Linked DNA regions of Sus scrofa: region 2 is linked to region 1. A link is a contact called in public HiChIP or PLAC-seq data. All regions are on one chromosome and are shown on one strand. Each heading gives the region's core, a stretch centred on a gene start, on an enhancer-like site or on the middle of the called end of the contact. The rest is flanking DNA. Distances are from core to core; before and after follow the strand shown.

Region 1 (7,637 bases), core at 2,425-4,924:
TGTACCTGCTGGCCTAGGCCACAGCCACAGCAACGCAAGATCTGAGCCACACCTGCGACCTACACCACAGCTTATGGCAACGCCGGATCCTTAACCCACTGAGCAAGGGCAGGGATCAAACCTGCATCCTCATGGATACTAGTCAGATTCATTCCGCTGAGCTACAACGGGAACTCCATGGACTACTCTTTCTTTCTGTGGTCTGTCCTCTTCTGTTTTGGCTTCATTCTCAGACAAGCTCAACTGTTGGGTGACAAGAAATGACTCCTGGAAGCCCCAGGCTCCCACCTTATGGCACCATGAGAGACTCTGCTTTACATTCAGATAAAGTCCTAAGACTTGACTCTCATTGGCCCAACTCAAGTCACATGTTCATTCCTGAAGCAATCACTGTGGCAGGGTGGAAATTCTCTGATTGATGGGGCTAGCTGATAACCTAGAACCACAGGCATTCAGAGTGTGAGAGAGATAGTTCTCCACAAACACTGGGGTGCCCTGTCCAGAAGGGTGTACAGGGTCATAGGTGGGTAGAACACAGACACCACTTACAGGTGCCCAGCCTTTGTGGGACTTCCAGGAAGGAGATGTCAATCCATTTCTATTCCCACTCCAATCCTAGTCCTGGAAACATAAGCACAGACAGCTCCCACATCATACTAATCTGTGACTGATGCTGAAGAACATGGAGGTGTTGGAAGGCCCCTGCCCTGTTTATTGACTCATCCATCATTGGCCACCTGGGTTGTTGCTTCCAGGTCTAGGCTACTGTGAGTAGAACTCCTATGAGCATTCCTGTGAAAGTTTTTTTTTTTTGGTCTTTTCAGGGCTGCGCCTGTGGCAGATGAAAGTTCCCAGGCTAGGGGTCGACTCAGAGGTGCAGCTGCTGGGCTATGCCACAGCCACAGCAACGCCTGATCCAAGCCTGCTGATGGGAGCCACATCTGTGACCTACACCATGGCTTGCGTGGATCCTTAACTCACTGAGCGAGGCCAGGGATTAAATCCACATCCTCATGGATACCAGTCGCGTTCTTAACCTGCTGAGCCACAATGAGAACTCCTTCTGGACAAGCAGTTGAATCCCTGTTTGTTTTTTGTTTTGTTTTGTTTTGTTTTTGTCTTTCTGCTATTTCTTTGGGCCGCTCCCGCGGCATATGGAGGTTCCCAGGCTAGGGGTTGAATCAGAGCTGCAGCTGCCAGCCTACACCAGAGCCACAGCAACGCGGGACCCGAGCTGCGTCTGCAACCTACACCACAGCTCACGGCAACGCCTGATCGTTAACCCACTGAGCAAGGGCAGGGACCGAACCCGCAACCTCATGGTTCCTAGTCGGATTCGTTAACCACTGCGCCACGACGGGAACTCCTGAATCCCTGTTTTTAATTCTTTGGGGTATATACCTGGGAGTCAATGCCTGCCTCCAGTTTCACCTCCTCTGCTGTATCTATGCCCATGGCTAGGTGGTACCAGAGCACAAGTGATGCCCCTGTACTAAGCAAACAGTTGTTCTGTGTTGTGCGCCCGGCTCTGCCCCCTCCACACTGCCTCCCCTCTCCCAGACTGCTTCTCTCCCCCACTCAGCGCTGTTCTTTGGATGCACTGACTTGGTGCATGACTTCCTCAGGAAAGATTTAGTGGGCCTTTGTTGCTTTTCCTCCCCAAGGTGGAGTTCTTTGTGTTGGCACAGATATGCACGTTATAGGATACTGTATGGATAGCATGACAGTAGGGTCCCTGGACTAGGGGAACTCATAGGCAGACGGGTGGGTTGGGGGCCTGCCAGCATCTCTCAGTCTGCAAAGAAAGGATTTCAGAAATCTTGTCCGTTCCTGTCCTGAAAGGAGATGAAGGCGGCAGGCAAACAAGAGGTAGGAAGAAAAGGATCATTTCTTTTCTCTCCTTTTCTTTTTTTGGCTAAGACCTCAGTATACAGAAGTTCCTGGGCCAGGGATTGAACTTGGGCCACAGCTGTAACCAGAGCAACAGCAGTGAAAATGCTGGATCCTTAACCCACTGAACCACATGGGAACTTCATGAGTTTTTCTTTTCTTTATTTTTTTTCTTTTTCTTTTTTTTCTTTCTTTCTTTTTTTTTTTTTTTTTTTTTTTTTTTTGGTCTTTTTGCCTTTTCTAGGGCTGCTCCCTCGGCATATGGAGGTTCCCAGGCTAGGGGTCTAATCGGAGCCGTAGCCACCGGCCTATGCCAGAGCCACAGCAACACAGGATCCGAGCCGCGTCTGCGACCTACACCACAGCTCACGGCAACACCGGATCCTCGACCCACTGAGTGAGGCCAGGGATCGAATCCACAACCTCATGGTTCCTAGTCGGACTCATTAACCACTGCGCCACGACAAGAACTCCCAAGTTTTTATTTAGAAAAGAAAAAGTAGGAGTTCCCGTCGTGGCGCAGTGGTTAACGAATCCGACTAGGAACCATGAGGTTTGCGGGTTTGATCCCTGCCCTTGCTCAGTGGATTAAGGATCTGGCATTGCTGTGAGCTGTGGTGTATGCCAGCAGCTACAGCTCTGATTAGACCCCCTAGCCTGGGAACCTCCATATGCTGCAGGTGTGTCCCTAAAAAGACAAAAAGACCAAAATAAATAAATAAACAAACAAATAAATAAAAGAAAAAGAAAAGAAAAAAAAGAGAGTGACCAGCTTCAAGCAGTATGATTTCCTGGAGTGCTTTTTTACACAGGAATAGATGGGCATGCCAGGCAATGCTTTGCAAATTAAGATGAGAAACACATGGGGTTGGACTCTCAGAGGCCTGCAGGGTTGAAGAGCTGTGCTGCAGTGGAGACTCCAGGAGAGGTCTCCCGTCCAGCCACTCTCTTCCAAGGGTAGACCTTTGTGGGATCCTGGCAGGGGCACTCCTAGGTTCTTGCAGGAGTGGAATAGGGAGAAAATGGAAAGGTAGAAAAATTTCCCTCTTCAGGGTCCTTTTAGACCTAAACCTTTCTTCTTGCTTAGCAGTGGGGTTAAACTGGGGTCTTCCTTACAGTGGACATTTGCCAGTCTGTTTCGAGGGTGCCTTATGCATTGTAGGGTGTTGAGCAGCATCCCTGGCCTCCAAGTTTTGCTGTCAGGAGCACCCCTAATCCTAACAACCATAAATATTCCTAGACAGTGCCCAGGGTCCCTTGGGAGTGGTGGTACCTATTGCTCCTGGTTGAGATCTGGCTTACACCTGTTTAACTAGGATGAATAACTGAATTTGCTGATAAAATAAGCTTGTTTTGCCTTGGAGTCAAGAGGTCCCCTTTGCCTACTGTACAGATGGAAAAATGAGACTGGAGTCTGCGGCCCTAGAGGATAATTGGAACCTGACCGCATCCAGGTATCTAGGGACAGCCCCTCTGGAGCCACGTGGCAGCAGCAAACTGGACTCAGGGAGTGACTACAGCGGGTGTCGTGTGCCCCTCTGACTCAGTCTCTTCACTCTGCTGATTTCCCAAAGGGCCTCCAAGGTTCGACTTTTCCCGGCCGTCCAGTGGGTCTCGAACCCTCGAAACAGAGCCAGCCCCGCTCTAGCGGGTCACCTGAGCGGCGCATAGGGGAGAGGCGGAGCGAGGCGGCGGCGAGCGCGGCCTTGTGGGGATTGTAGTCTCGGCCCCGCCTTCGCCTCGCGCCGACCCCGCCCCTGGAACTACGCTCCCGTCGTGCCCCGCAGCGCCAGGCGGTGGTGGAGGCGGGGCAGGTGGGCTGGTTGCTAAGACTTGGTGAAACGCCGCGCTCCTGCCGGTATCCTCAGGTAAGCACCGGGTCTCGGGCTCTTGCGACCCAGGCTTCCGAGGAGGGCGAGCGGGGGGGGGGGCGGGGGGCGCGGCTGCGGGGACATCGTTTGCGCGGGGAGCGAGTGGGTAGCCAGGCCCTGTTTCTGCGCGCCTCGGGCGGGAGCTGGCAGCGACGCGTGTACGCGTGCGCGGAGGGCCGTTGGGCCGCGGGGACGCGGCTCTCCGCGCGCATCTACGTGTTGCGCGTGCTTCTGCCCCTGCGGTTTGTTGTGAAGACCTGGTGCCGCAGCTGCTTTCGGTGCGCCCTTCCCTCGTGTCATCGCGGCCAACCCTCTGCCTCCTTAACAGCTTCCCACCTTCCTTGGGTGAAAGGCCTCAGTCTTTCTGAACGTCCTAAACCGTGACAGTCCTTCCTGTTTCTTACGGAATGTGTGAGCGGGCAAGGCCTTCTTAAGTTCTAGCCTCGCGTCTCTCCCACACGCCACATGCCCGAGGTTTTTGAACTTTCCTGCAGAAGCCTGCTTTTAGGGAGGCGATTGTCCGCAGGTAAACACGCAAGTTATCCCATTAAATTCGAGTTTTGCGTTAATAACGAATATATGTGTATATGTTTTTTAGTGTATTTCCTAAAGATTGCATGGGACACACTTTTGATAAAAATTATCAGCTCAGTGACTGTGGCATAGGCCAGTGGCTATAGCTGCGATTCAACTGGGAGCCGTCGTATGCCATGGGTGTGGTCCTAAAAAGAAAAAAAAAATTATCAGCTCACTTGGCATTTGAATTTATCAGGGTGAGACCCCCACCCCCACCCTGATAAATTGTTTTCTGGAGACGCTATGCAGACTTGGTGGCCTTCCACCAGTGGGTGTGGTGGAGACTTCAGTACTGGATGTCTCCAGCACCCTCTGCACAGGACTCCCCACCCTGCCTCATCTGCCGTCCAGGCCCAGCTGTGGGTTACTCTCTCCCAGGAGCCTTCCTGGAGTCTGCCTGCCACAGTCAGGACTGGGCCCCTGAGGAGCTGTGCCCCAGAACAGGGCCATGCCTCGCATGGATTTTTGCACTTTCTGCCCCTGACGGCATGGTAGTGGTGGATCCTGTTTCACTGAGTGGGAAGCTGGGTTGGGGTCAGGACAGGTACCCTAGGTCTTAGCCAGGAAGGTGCGGACTTGGGGAGGACGTGAGGCAGGGCCCGGACACAACTAGTGGTGAGATAAGGCCTCTCTCTGGGATTGGGTGTCACCTGCAGAGCCTCAGCTCACTGAATAAGCACCCTATCCCTACTCCTCCTGGAACCCTGGGTGCAAGTGCCACAGGAATTCCTGAGCACTGGATGAGGAGACTGGCTCTTAAGGGCCTGGCTTGCTGGTCCAGCAGACCCTCCAGGGGCTTCCCCAATGCAGTGAGCCCTCCCTGGCAGTCCATGCCTGCAGCAGAGGCTGCAGCTGTCAACGTAAACTCCCTAGCTGTAGGCAGAGGGAGTTGGCCAAACCCAGGTCAGGGCTGAGCTGGGCAGGACCAGTAGAGAGCGCAGCAGGGAGGGGTGTGGGGTTTTGAGAACAAAAAGAGGAACAGGTCAGCCTCGGACCATGTTTAGGTATCTGGAGGTGTTTAAGCAAGTCGTGGATGTGGGTGCTGTTCCCAGATGGGCTGCTCCCTTTGTTGAGGGGGGGTCACTCTCTGCAGAACCTGCTTCTCATCTGTAAAAGGGGCTCAGGACACCGATCGTACAGGGCTCAGAGGGCAGAATCAGGGAGCTCTTGGCCACCTGGCCGAGAGATCAGATCCTGGCTCTGCCCTCCTAGCCAGTCCCTTGGCCAGTAGGAAGCCGATAGCCCTAGTCTCCCTCTGGGGTCACTGAATGGAGTTGGGGAGCCCAAGCTCAGAGGTATGAGGACATGCTGTGGGTACAGCACCAGCCTTGGTCAGGAGGTGCTGGGCCTTGTTTGGGGTCTGCTGACCTAGCAGATGTCCCCCCGTCGCCAGGAACAGCAGCTTTACTGAGATACGATGCACACACATTGTGTGGGTTACCCACTTAAAATCTATGTTTTAGCATTTTTAGTATATTTATAATGTGTGACTATCATCTAATTCCAGAACATTCCACCACCCCAAAAGGAAGCTCTCTTCCCCCATCACCAGTCACTCCCCTTCCTCCTCCTCACCAGCCCCTGACAACTAGGAACCCACTCTTTGTTTCCGGATATGCCTGTTCTGGGCATTTCCCATCCATGGAATCCCACACTGTGTGTCCTTCTGTGTCTGCTTCTCTCACTGAGCATCGTGGTCTCCAGGTCTGTCCACGTGGTAGGAGTGTTCGTGCTTCTCTCCTTTTCAGGCTAAGTGATGTCTCATTGTGTGGAAGGACTGCATTTGGTTTTTCCATTCATCTATCAGTGGATGTTTGGATTGTGTCCACCTTCAGCAAAGCAAGCTGCAAGCCACATCTGTGACCTACACCATAGCTCACGGCAATGCCGGATCACTAACCCGCTGAACAGTGCCAGGGATTGAGCCCATATCCTCATGCGTACTAGTCGGGTTCGTTACTGTTGAGCCATGACGGGAACTATTGTTCACCTTTTGCTGTTGTGAATCGTGCTGCTGTGAATGTGCGTGGGCAGGTTTCCGTGTGGATGTGTGTCTTCACTTTTCCTGGGCACATACCTGGGAGAGGAGTGGAGTTCAACTGGTGCCCTCCTGGGTTTTCATTCACCCTCCCCTAGGAGCTGGCGTCCTGGCCAGCAGTGTCCTGGTGGCAGCCTCCTTTATCTGTTGCTTGCTTTGTTTTAATCAGATAGGGGTTGCACTCTTGAAGGGACAAATGGGACTGTGTCTGTCTTTTGCCTGGGAGACAGTGGGAGCTTTTGTGGTCTGGAGCCGGCCATAGCCTCCCCGGCACAGTGTGTACCGGGAGCAGATTTGGAGCTGCACTGTGGACCCTCCTGAGGGCCCCGCCTGGCACAGGGGTCATGGGTGCCCGAGGGACCTCTCCACGCTTGCTACTTCTCAGAACTGCCACCAGCACCCATTCCTGTGTTCGCCAAGCTTGTATGGCGAGCTTCAGACAGGTGGTGGTGGGCAGGGACCTTGTGTGCCCTCTGGGGAGCCATGGGTCAAGGAGTGAGACAGGAGCATCTCAGCAGTAAATCCCCAGTAAATAGGAAGTGATCTCAGCACTTCCTAGTTCATGGGGATGAGACGGCAGGGGCTGGTCCGCTGCCAGACGCCACCAGGGTGCTCTAGTTGGTGTGGACGGGCAGTGGCCCCCAGGTTTTCTGCGGTTGTGTGAAGATGATCTGTCGTTCATCTTTGATGCCAGCCAAGGCAATCCTGGCTGTAGGAATGTAACGCCAGGCATGAACGTAACAGGAATTTTTTAGAAGACACATTTTTTTTTTGTCTTTTTGCCTTTTTCTTCTCCTGGAGCATATGGAGGTTCCCAGGCTAGGGGTCCAATCAGAGCTGTAGCCACTGGCCTACGCCAGAGCCACAGCAACGTGGGATCTGAGCCACGTCTGCGACCTACACCACAGCTCACGGCAACACCGGCTCCTTAACCCACTGAGCGAGGCCAGGGATCGAACCCGCAACCTCATGGTTCCTAGTCGGATTTGTTAACCACTGTGCCACAGTGGGAACTCCCAGAAACCATGTTTTTGAAAAGTGCGAAGAAAAACAGGTGGAATGAATCTCAATAATGCATTTCTTTATCCCGACACCTGCAGAGTATACCCACTGTAGCAGGTAGTCAACACAATCGTCTTGGTTTCCGTGGGGAGCTGATTCCAGGGCCCTTTGAGGATAGCAAAATCCGCCGATGCTCCAGGCCCTTGTGTAAGATGGTACAATTGGTCCAGCGTGTCCATGGATTTCCTGTGGATGCAGAG
Region 2 (7,637 bases), core at 2,942-5,441, 60 kb before region 1:
GTAGCCCCTGGGGATCAGGATCACATGCAGTGGGAGACATGGCTTTACTGACACTAAGCAAAGACTCCTAGGAAATACCCAAACAGCTGAGGTGCAGATGCATCCTTACTCAAATGGCCTAAGCCTGGATCTGGGAAAAAAGGCAGGTTTTTAAAGCTCGCCAGGTGCTTATTGAGGAGCTCTGAGGTGTGGGGACCACAGGTCTTTGGACGGCCTCTACCCTCACTGGGGTTTGCAAAACCTCAGCAATAGAATCCAACTTAATCAACAGGGCAGGCTCACCACTACAGGAGAAAGACACAAAGTGTTTTGTTTCCAAGGCTGGGAGGAAGCAGAGCAAGCTGGCAGAGGCGGGACTTGGGGCAACATACACATAAACATTTTTCTTTTGACTTTTTGGTATTCTCTGATGTTTCTAATGACTACTGCTGGGAGTCCAGCAAAAAGTGCTCTGAATGGAGACAAGGAGCCCAGGCTGCTGCCAGCTAGAACACAGCCCTCGAAGACAAGGGTTGCTCCTAGGCAGGGTTGAACTGCTAATAAAACCTGTTTGTGCTCCTCCTGGTGTTGAGAGACCTCTACAGAGAACTACTCTGAAAACCCACAGCACCTCTCCTCCACTCCCTCTTTACAGAAAAGTCAAGAACAAAAGAACAATAGAACCACCCACTGGATGGCAGTGAAGCTCCTCCTCTGGGAGGCTGAGGCTCTGCCCCCTGAGCCTGGCGGCACACAGCTCCCTGGGAGGGTGGGGAGGTGAGACTTGGCTCTCACCAGGGGTGATCCTGCCCCCAGGGGACACTGGACCACTCCTGGAGACATCTGTGCTTGTCACAACTGGCAGGCTCCTGACAAGGAGGGGGTGGGGGCCAGAGATGCTGCTCCACCTCCCACGGGGCTCAGGACAGCCCTGGGAGTGACCAATGCCCAGAGTTCCTGCTCCTCCTCTGGCTGGCTTCAGAGTTCCCACCTCAGGTGAAAGGCCCTGGCTGTCCTGACCAAAGACCACACTGACAGCCAGCTGGTAAAAACCCTCTGGTCCTCAAGTACCCTGGCCAGGCCTCCAGACAAGAGACAGTATTGCTCTGGGCTGGGGCTCTCAGCACCAGTCTCTCCCTGGAAGAAGGGGGAAGTGTTCACTGCAGTTCATGCTGGAAAAGAAAACATCAGATCGAGGAACGCACTTGTTCAGTCCCTGAAGGCGCCGTCATCAGGGCTGTGGGAAGTCTACCCAAGGGGAGGACAGCTAAGGGGCTGCGGTGACTGCCGCTGCAGCCCTCCTGCTTCAAGTCAGCTCACAGATAATACAACACAAAACCCCACCTCTGCAGGAAGCGCTGGTTTCTCTGGCCCCAGCCTCCCTACCCGGCTGGCTCTCCTCACGTGGAGCTCCTCTGTAGAAGCATGGCTTGCAGACTGCAAGGGGCCGCTGGGGGCCTCATCTGAGACTGGGGGGGCGGGGGGACGAAAAATGATGCTGTCACTACTACCCAGCTAGGGTCACCCTGGCCTCCCCCACAAGCAGGTCTTCCTCCAGGCCCATCCTCAATACTGCCTCTCCCAGGTCTCAGTATTACCTCTTGGCCTCAGGGGAAGATGGAGCACAATGCGTGATGGGACCCAGGTCCCACGGATGTTGACAAGAGAAACTGGCAAGAAGTAGTGAGGGTCAAGGGCCTGACAGCCAAAACTCCACCCCATGTCCCCCACTTACCAGCCATGTGTACACAGGCATGTGGCTGTCCCTCTCTGGGACCCAGTTTCCTCATCTGGGAAATGGGGATGACCATCCCGCCCACTGGTCAAGGTCAAGGATGAAGAACACGAGGGTATGCGGCAATAACTGGGGCACTCCCCCTAGTCCAAGAGCAGGAGGTAGGGGTCCTGGAGCACAGGAGGATGGATCTGAGGGCCAGAAAGAACGGTATGCCTGCCTAGCCCTTGCATGGGCCTCAGACCCTGCTGGAAGGTTCAGGAGGCCATCAACCCAAGGCCACTGGTGCTGGGTCACACAGGGCTGCACACCCCACCTGCAGGCAGGCAGCCAACACCCAGGACCTCAGCATCCCTGCCCAGCCCACACTTGCCAGAGCACCTCTGCTTGGGCTGTCTATCTGGTCACAAGTGGACCCAGCCAGAGCCTGGACTGCTGCAGAGTCTCCAAACCCAACAGGAAACAGGGTTATCAAAATCTGGAGCAGGGGGCAGCTGTAAGGGAGGGGGAGGTCTAGGTGCACACTATCCCCTGGCCCACTCAGAGGGCTACCCCGTGAGCATGACCAGAAGATGAAACAGAGTGTCAGAGAGGCCCCATGGCAAGAAAGAGGCTGAGCTGGGCTCCAACCCTGCCTCTCTAGGGCAAGGCAGAATTCCACCAGAAGGTAACAGAGGCCACCCCCCACCAGAGACGGGAAAAGGACTGCTTATTCTCACCTGCGAAACAAAATGCAGATGCACGGGGATCGGGGGTAGGCAGTGGCCTTTTCTCCTGTGGGAAGGGAAGCAGACAGGGCAACATCACCAAATGGGCTCTCAAAACCTGGCCTCTGGGAAAGTCACTGGCCATTCAAGAAATGAATAGCACAGGATGAACGCCCAAGAAGAGAGACCAGAGCTCCAGAGTTCAGAAGGCTGGAAGGCCATGTGGAGTCTGCAGACAAGTTGCTGCTGGGGGCATGGTCCCTCCCTATCTGTCCCAATGGTAAGGAGCATCACTCGCCAGGCCAGGCCAAGTCGGTCAATAGATGGATTGAAAACTGCACTGTCTTGAGTTGAAAAAGGACACCGGGAGGCCGTTGACACTCAGCTGGGGGTAAGGCACCGCTGGAAACTAAGGCACCTGTGGGCCAGGCCAGCTTCCCTCCTCAGGGGTAAGTTCCTGAGAGCAGGGCCCACAATGCACACAGCCCCAGGCCTGGCACAAATGTGGAGCCAGGCAACCAATGCTTGCATCTGGCTGGCTGTGAACAGTGGGTGGCAGGTGCAAAAAGTCAGGACAAACTTACAATGGAAATTTGAGAAAATGCTACCCCCTCCTTTTTTTTTTCTGGCAAAATGGGAGAACAAGCCCATTATTTAATCTTAGCAAGGGCGCTCCTCTTTGAAAGTTAAAAGGCTCTGAGATGGGGATTCTTTCATGGGGAAAGAGAGAGGATGCCGAATGAAGAATATGAGCCTGAAAGAAAAGGGGAGCCCAGTCCTGAAGGACAGGAGCCCCAGTGAGAGCCCGAGTTCCCCTCCGGAGTAAGGACATCCCTGCAAGCCTTTCCTCGCGGTGCCCCTCTTTTTGCCCCCATTCTTAACAGCTCAAGTCCCACACTCCCCACAAGCAGCGTGACCCCGGGCAGCTCTCACCGAACTCTGCCGCGACATTGATAATCACCACGGTACTGTAATGCTCAATCTAGAAACGTTCACTTGGAAGCCTGACCCCCACCCCAACACACACACAAGCAAGTGGATATGTTGGCACACGGCTCAACACACAGCCCAGGTTCCTAAGCAAGATCCTCTAGACTGCTACTGTAAACAAGAGAGGCCACAATCAGCGGCGCGGCGGCCGAAGAAGCGCAGAAGTAAACAAGGGCTGCCACGAGCACTCGGGGCCGGGGAGGCGGCGGGAACGGTTCCCCCGGCATGAGCTCGGGCCTGCCAACCAGTGTCGGCCGCGCTCCTTTCCCGAGCCCGGCGCGCTCCACCCTTGCGACGCCTCTAGGAGAACGGGTCCCTTCGTTGTTTACGTTTTGCACTCGTTGAAGCAGAGGTTTGCAGAGGTCGCTCAACGTGGGCCCCGGGTAGGTGGCCCGGACTTGGGGACACGTCGCCCGCGAGCGAGAGAGAAGAAGGTTGGGCGGGGAACTGGGGGCCAAGGAAGCCCGGGCGCCGGAGTGCTGAGCCCGGGGCGGGCATTACCTGCTGCGGGGGACGCCGCTCCGCCTCCCCCGGGTGCGCCCGGGCTCCGGGCCCCGCGGTGCCGGAAGTGGCAGTAGGGCCGCCGGCAGGGCCCCCCGGGCGCCCCAGCCCAATACGGGCAGTCGATGGCCCGGAAAAAGCCGGTGGAACGTAGCATGGTCCGTCCCGCGGCGGGGCCGCGGCCCGGAGCCGCCCGGGCCCACGGGCCCCTCACTGGCGCCGCGGTCGCCGCCGCCCGCGCCTCACGGACCCCGCTGCCGCCGCCATCTTGCTCCGAGGTCCCCGGAGGCCCCCGGGACGCCGCCGCAAGGGACCTCGGGAGCAGCTGCCCGAAGTGCGCCTGATCAGAAACACCTGCTCCCGCGGCCCCAAGGAGGGTCATGGACCCATGGCCCAGGACAGGCAGTCGCGGGGGTAGGGGTGGTGGGGGCGAGACGCCCTGCCTACTGTCTCCGGGAGCCTCGCCGGCGCCGCCGCCTGGCCCTCGGTGGCGGCAACAGCGCCATCTTGAGCCCCAGACCCCTGCGGCGCCTGGAGCTGTCCACGGCACGCCTGATCAAAAAAAAAAAAAAAGGCCCCCCTCATAGTCCAGCTGTGGCTTAGGTGCATTTAATTAGTTTTATTAGCACGTCTCCCTGAGGCGCCCTCTGCTGGTCAACACGAGTCCTGCGGGCGTGTCTCACCTGCACCTGGAGATCTGCACCGGAGTTACCCAGCTCAGGCTCTGAAACTCAACTCCGCCCGGGTTGACTTCGAATTAGTGCTCACGTTTTGCACTCGTTGAAGCAGAGGCTTGCGGAGGTCCCTCGACTTGGGCTCCGGGTGGACTCCCACTGGACTCTTGTCTGAAATCTCATCCCCAGGTCCACCAGCGGAACCCTATTCCGATTTACTCATTTGTCCACCAAATATTGACCCTAAACCGTATTTTATCTGTTCATCAGATAATAGATATTCAGGTGGTTTCCGCCTGTTTGTTGTGAATTGAGCCTCTGTGAACATGTGTGTATATGTATCTGAGTACCAGTTTTGTTTCAGTACTAGTTTTTCAAATGATGTAAATTTGTTTGTTGCCCTTTATTTAAATTGGGGGAGATGCTTCATAAAACTACAATTCCCAGCCTGCCCGCCAGCTGGCAATTGCCAAGGATCCCCGTGTGAGCACAGGGTGGGGGTGCAGTCTGTGCAGGTCATCTCCTCCCTCTCCCAGCCCATCTATCCTTACCTCAGCCACCTGGCCCCGGTGGCATTTGGGCCTGAGACCCCTCACCCCAGGGGTCTCTCGATGCCAGCGCCTCTTCCACCGCCAAGAGGAGGGAGGACCCCTCAGCCTGGCCCTGACAATGCTAGTGAGGTGAAGTCAGGTCACCCCTGAGCTTGCACTTACTAGATGCTTCCTCTGTACTCACTGACTGACCTTGGTTATTTACTCAACAAATATTTACCAAGGACCTACTATGTGAGTGCCAGACCCAGTGCTAGAGACATCAGTGAACAAAGCATAGATCCCCACCCTGGCAGTAGTAGCGTTCTAGAAGAGAGACAGCAGGAGATCAGTAAAGGAGATACTTAAGTACAAGGCCGAGAGTGCTCTTCTGGAGGATGGGTGATAGGGAGAGTAGGGAGCTGGGGAAAGGGGTGGTCCATGGAGTCTGATGGGGAAGTGGAATTTGAGCAGTTCAAGGAGAAAGCCAAGCAGGCATCTAGGGTAAAGGCATTCCAGGCAGAGGGCACAATATGTGCAAAGGCCCCAGGGCAAAGGCGGCACCAGGCTTGTTGGAGGAACTGCAAGGAGGCCTGTGTGGCTGCACCTGAGTGAGTAAAGGGGAGAGAGGGAGAAGGTAACAGCGGCAGAGAGGGGGCAGGGGCAGGTCATGCAGGGCCTGGTTGGCCTCAGGGAGGACTTGGGCGATTCACCCTGGAGGGAGGTGGCAGCCTGGAGCGCTGAGTGCAGAGGAGGGCAGGGCCTGACTCACAGAAAGTGATCACAGACGCCTTCTGGTGGCTCCAGCCGGGAAGGCAGACTGTGAGGGCCAGGGCAGGAGTCCGGATCAAGGGTTGGTCCAGGTGGGCCATGAGGTGGGATTAGGTGGAGGCAGGAGAAATGGACTGGTTCTGGGTATGTTTCAAAGGTAGATGTCCAGTTAGAATTCCAAATGGGGAGTTCCCGTCGTGGCGCAGTGGTTAACGAATCCGACTAGGAACCATGATGTTGCGGGTTCGGTCCCTGCGCTTGCTCAGTGGGTTAACGATCCGGCGTTGCCGTGAGCTGTGGTGTAGGTTGCAGACGCGGCTCGGATCCCGCGTTGCTGTGGCTCTGGCGTAGGCCGGTGGCTACAGCTCCGATTCGACCCCTAGCCTGGGAACCTCCATATGCCGTGGGAGCGGCCCAAAGAAATAGCAACAACAACAACAACAAAAAGACAAAAAAGACAAAAAAAAAAAAGAATTCCAAATGGACCGGATGAGGGTGGTGAGACAAAGAGGGGAGTCAGGGGCGAGCCCAAAGATTTTGGCTGAAGCTGCAGTGACTGAAGGGGAGCAGACCAGAACAGACTAGGGGTGGGGCTGAGAACATCTCGGGTCTGGCGTTGAGGACGAGGTCCAGCTGGCATGGACCAGGGGGTGTCCTCAGCACACAGGGGATCTGAGCCTAGCGGGTAGGGCCAGGGGTCCTCGGGGCCACCTGCCGACGGAGCATTCAGGAGGCAGAGGGGAAATCTCCAATCTGCTTCCGGGGCCCATGATAGTGCGTCCAAGAGAGACTGAAGGGAGGGTCTGCACGTAAGGACCTCAAAGGGACAGAGAAGCCTGACAGCTTCTTGTCCCTGGAGCGGACAAGGGTCCAGGGAGCGACATCTGTGGGCTTTCGGGCCAGAATCCAGCAGAAAGGGAGTAAAAGGGTGCCAGATGGGGGCCATCTTAGAGTAGAGGGCTCCGTGCCGAGTGGGGCGACCTTGACGGCCCCAAGGGCAGGACCTTGGGGAGGGGGTCGGACGGAGCCGGTGGCGCCATTCCAGGGGCGGCCGCCAGATGGCGAGGCTGCCGCCTTCCCGGGGCGAGAAGTGAGGAAACCGGTGCGGAGGGTCTACGCTCCCCGCACCACAGCCCCACCGGCCTTCTGGGCTCCGGAGACTGCGGAAATCTGGGATGCACTTTTCCCAAGAAAGGGTTCAGAGTTCTCACCAGTTTCTCAATGCTCTCGAGGCCCCTTTTCCTCCCAGCCCTCCACCCAATTGGGAGCCGGCAAACGTGAGCAGTCGGGCGGGGCAAGGGTGGCCGCGTGAAAGGAAGCCGGGAATGCGGGGTACCCTCGGGGGAGGAGCCTTATAGAGCCAGCTAGTAGCCCGCTAGGAGCTGGCTCCTCCCGCCCCCGGAAAAGGGCGGGCAGCGGACGCCCCCAGGCGCCGTCACCGCGCCTCGGTTGCTGGGTAACGGAGAGGGAAGGCGGGCCGGGGGTGCAGCTGCGCGAGGCGTGGGTGCTGCTGGACTTAAGCGCGTGGCTGAGGGCGAGGTACCCCCGGGCCTTAAGGCTGTCGGGCGTCACTATGCGTCCCTGTCAGTGGGTCCTTGACAAGATCCCCACCGGGTCCCGGGACTCACTGCCTCAGTTTTCCCAAGAGGAGGCTAGGGACTACACTGACCAGGGGGACAGGGGAGTCCGAGGGCCCACCGGCTTGGGAAAGACCACACAGGCTCTGGAATCGGGTTTTAAAAAAGCGTAT

What was found. HiChIP or PLAC-seq counts read pairs in DNA pulled down with a chosen protein or histone mark.
Region 2: an H3K27ac HiChIP or PLAC-seq map of skeletal muscle shows a contact between it and region 1. The contact joins the promoter of REXO1 here to the promoter of ADAT3 in region 1. A contact is called at or near these places in 2 of 5 promoter capture datasets (fetal liver and liver), 4 of 47 Hi-C or Micro-C datasets (blood, embryonic fibroblasts and skeletal muscle) and 2 of 2 datasets of contacts at active chromatin or transcription factors (alveolar macrophages and skeletal muscle).

What each region holds. Positions count from the first base shown.
Region 1 is chr2:76,630,319-76,637,955 of Sscrofa11.1, reverse strand. ADAT3 (probable inactive tRNA-specific adenosine deaminase-like protein 3) reads left to right here and starts at 3,674. Exons shown (of 2, transcript XM_021084211.1): 1 at 3,674-3,758. It overlaps SCAMP4 (secretory carrier-associated membrane protein 4), which reads left to right and starts at 3,642. Exons shown (of 7, transcript XM_003480843.4): 1 at 3,642-3,758.
Region 2 is chr2:76,690,823-76,698,459 of Sscrofa11.1, reverse strand. It overlaps REXO1 (RNA exonuclease 1 homolog), which reads right to left and starts at 4,191. Exons shown (of 16, transcript XM_003123002.4): 1 at 3,913-4,191. The coding sequence starts at 4,069. It overlaps KLF16 (Kruppel-like factor 16), which reads right to left. Exons shown (of 2, transcript NM_001164009.1): 2 at 7,637.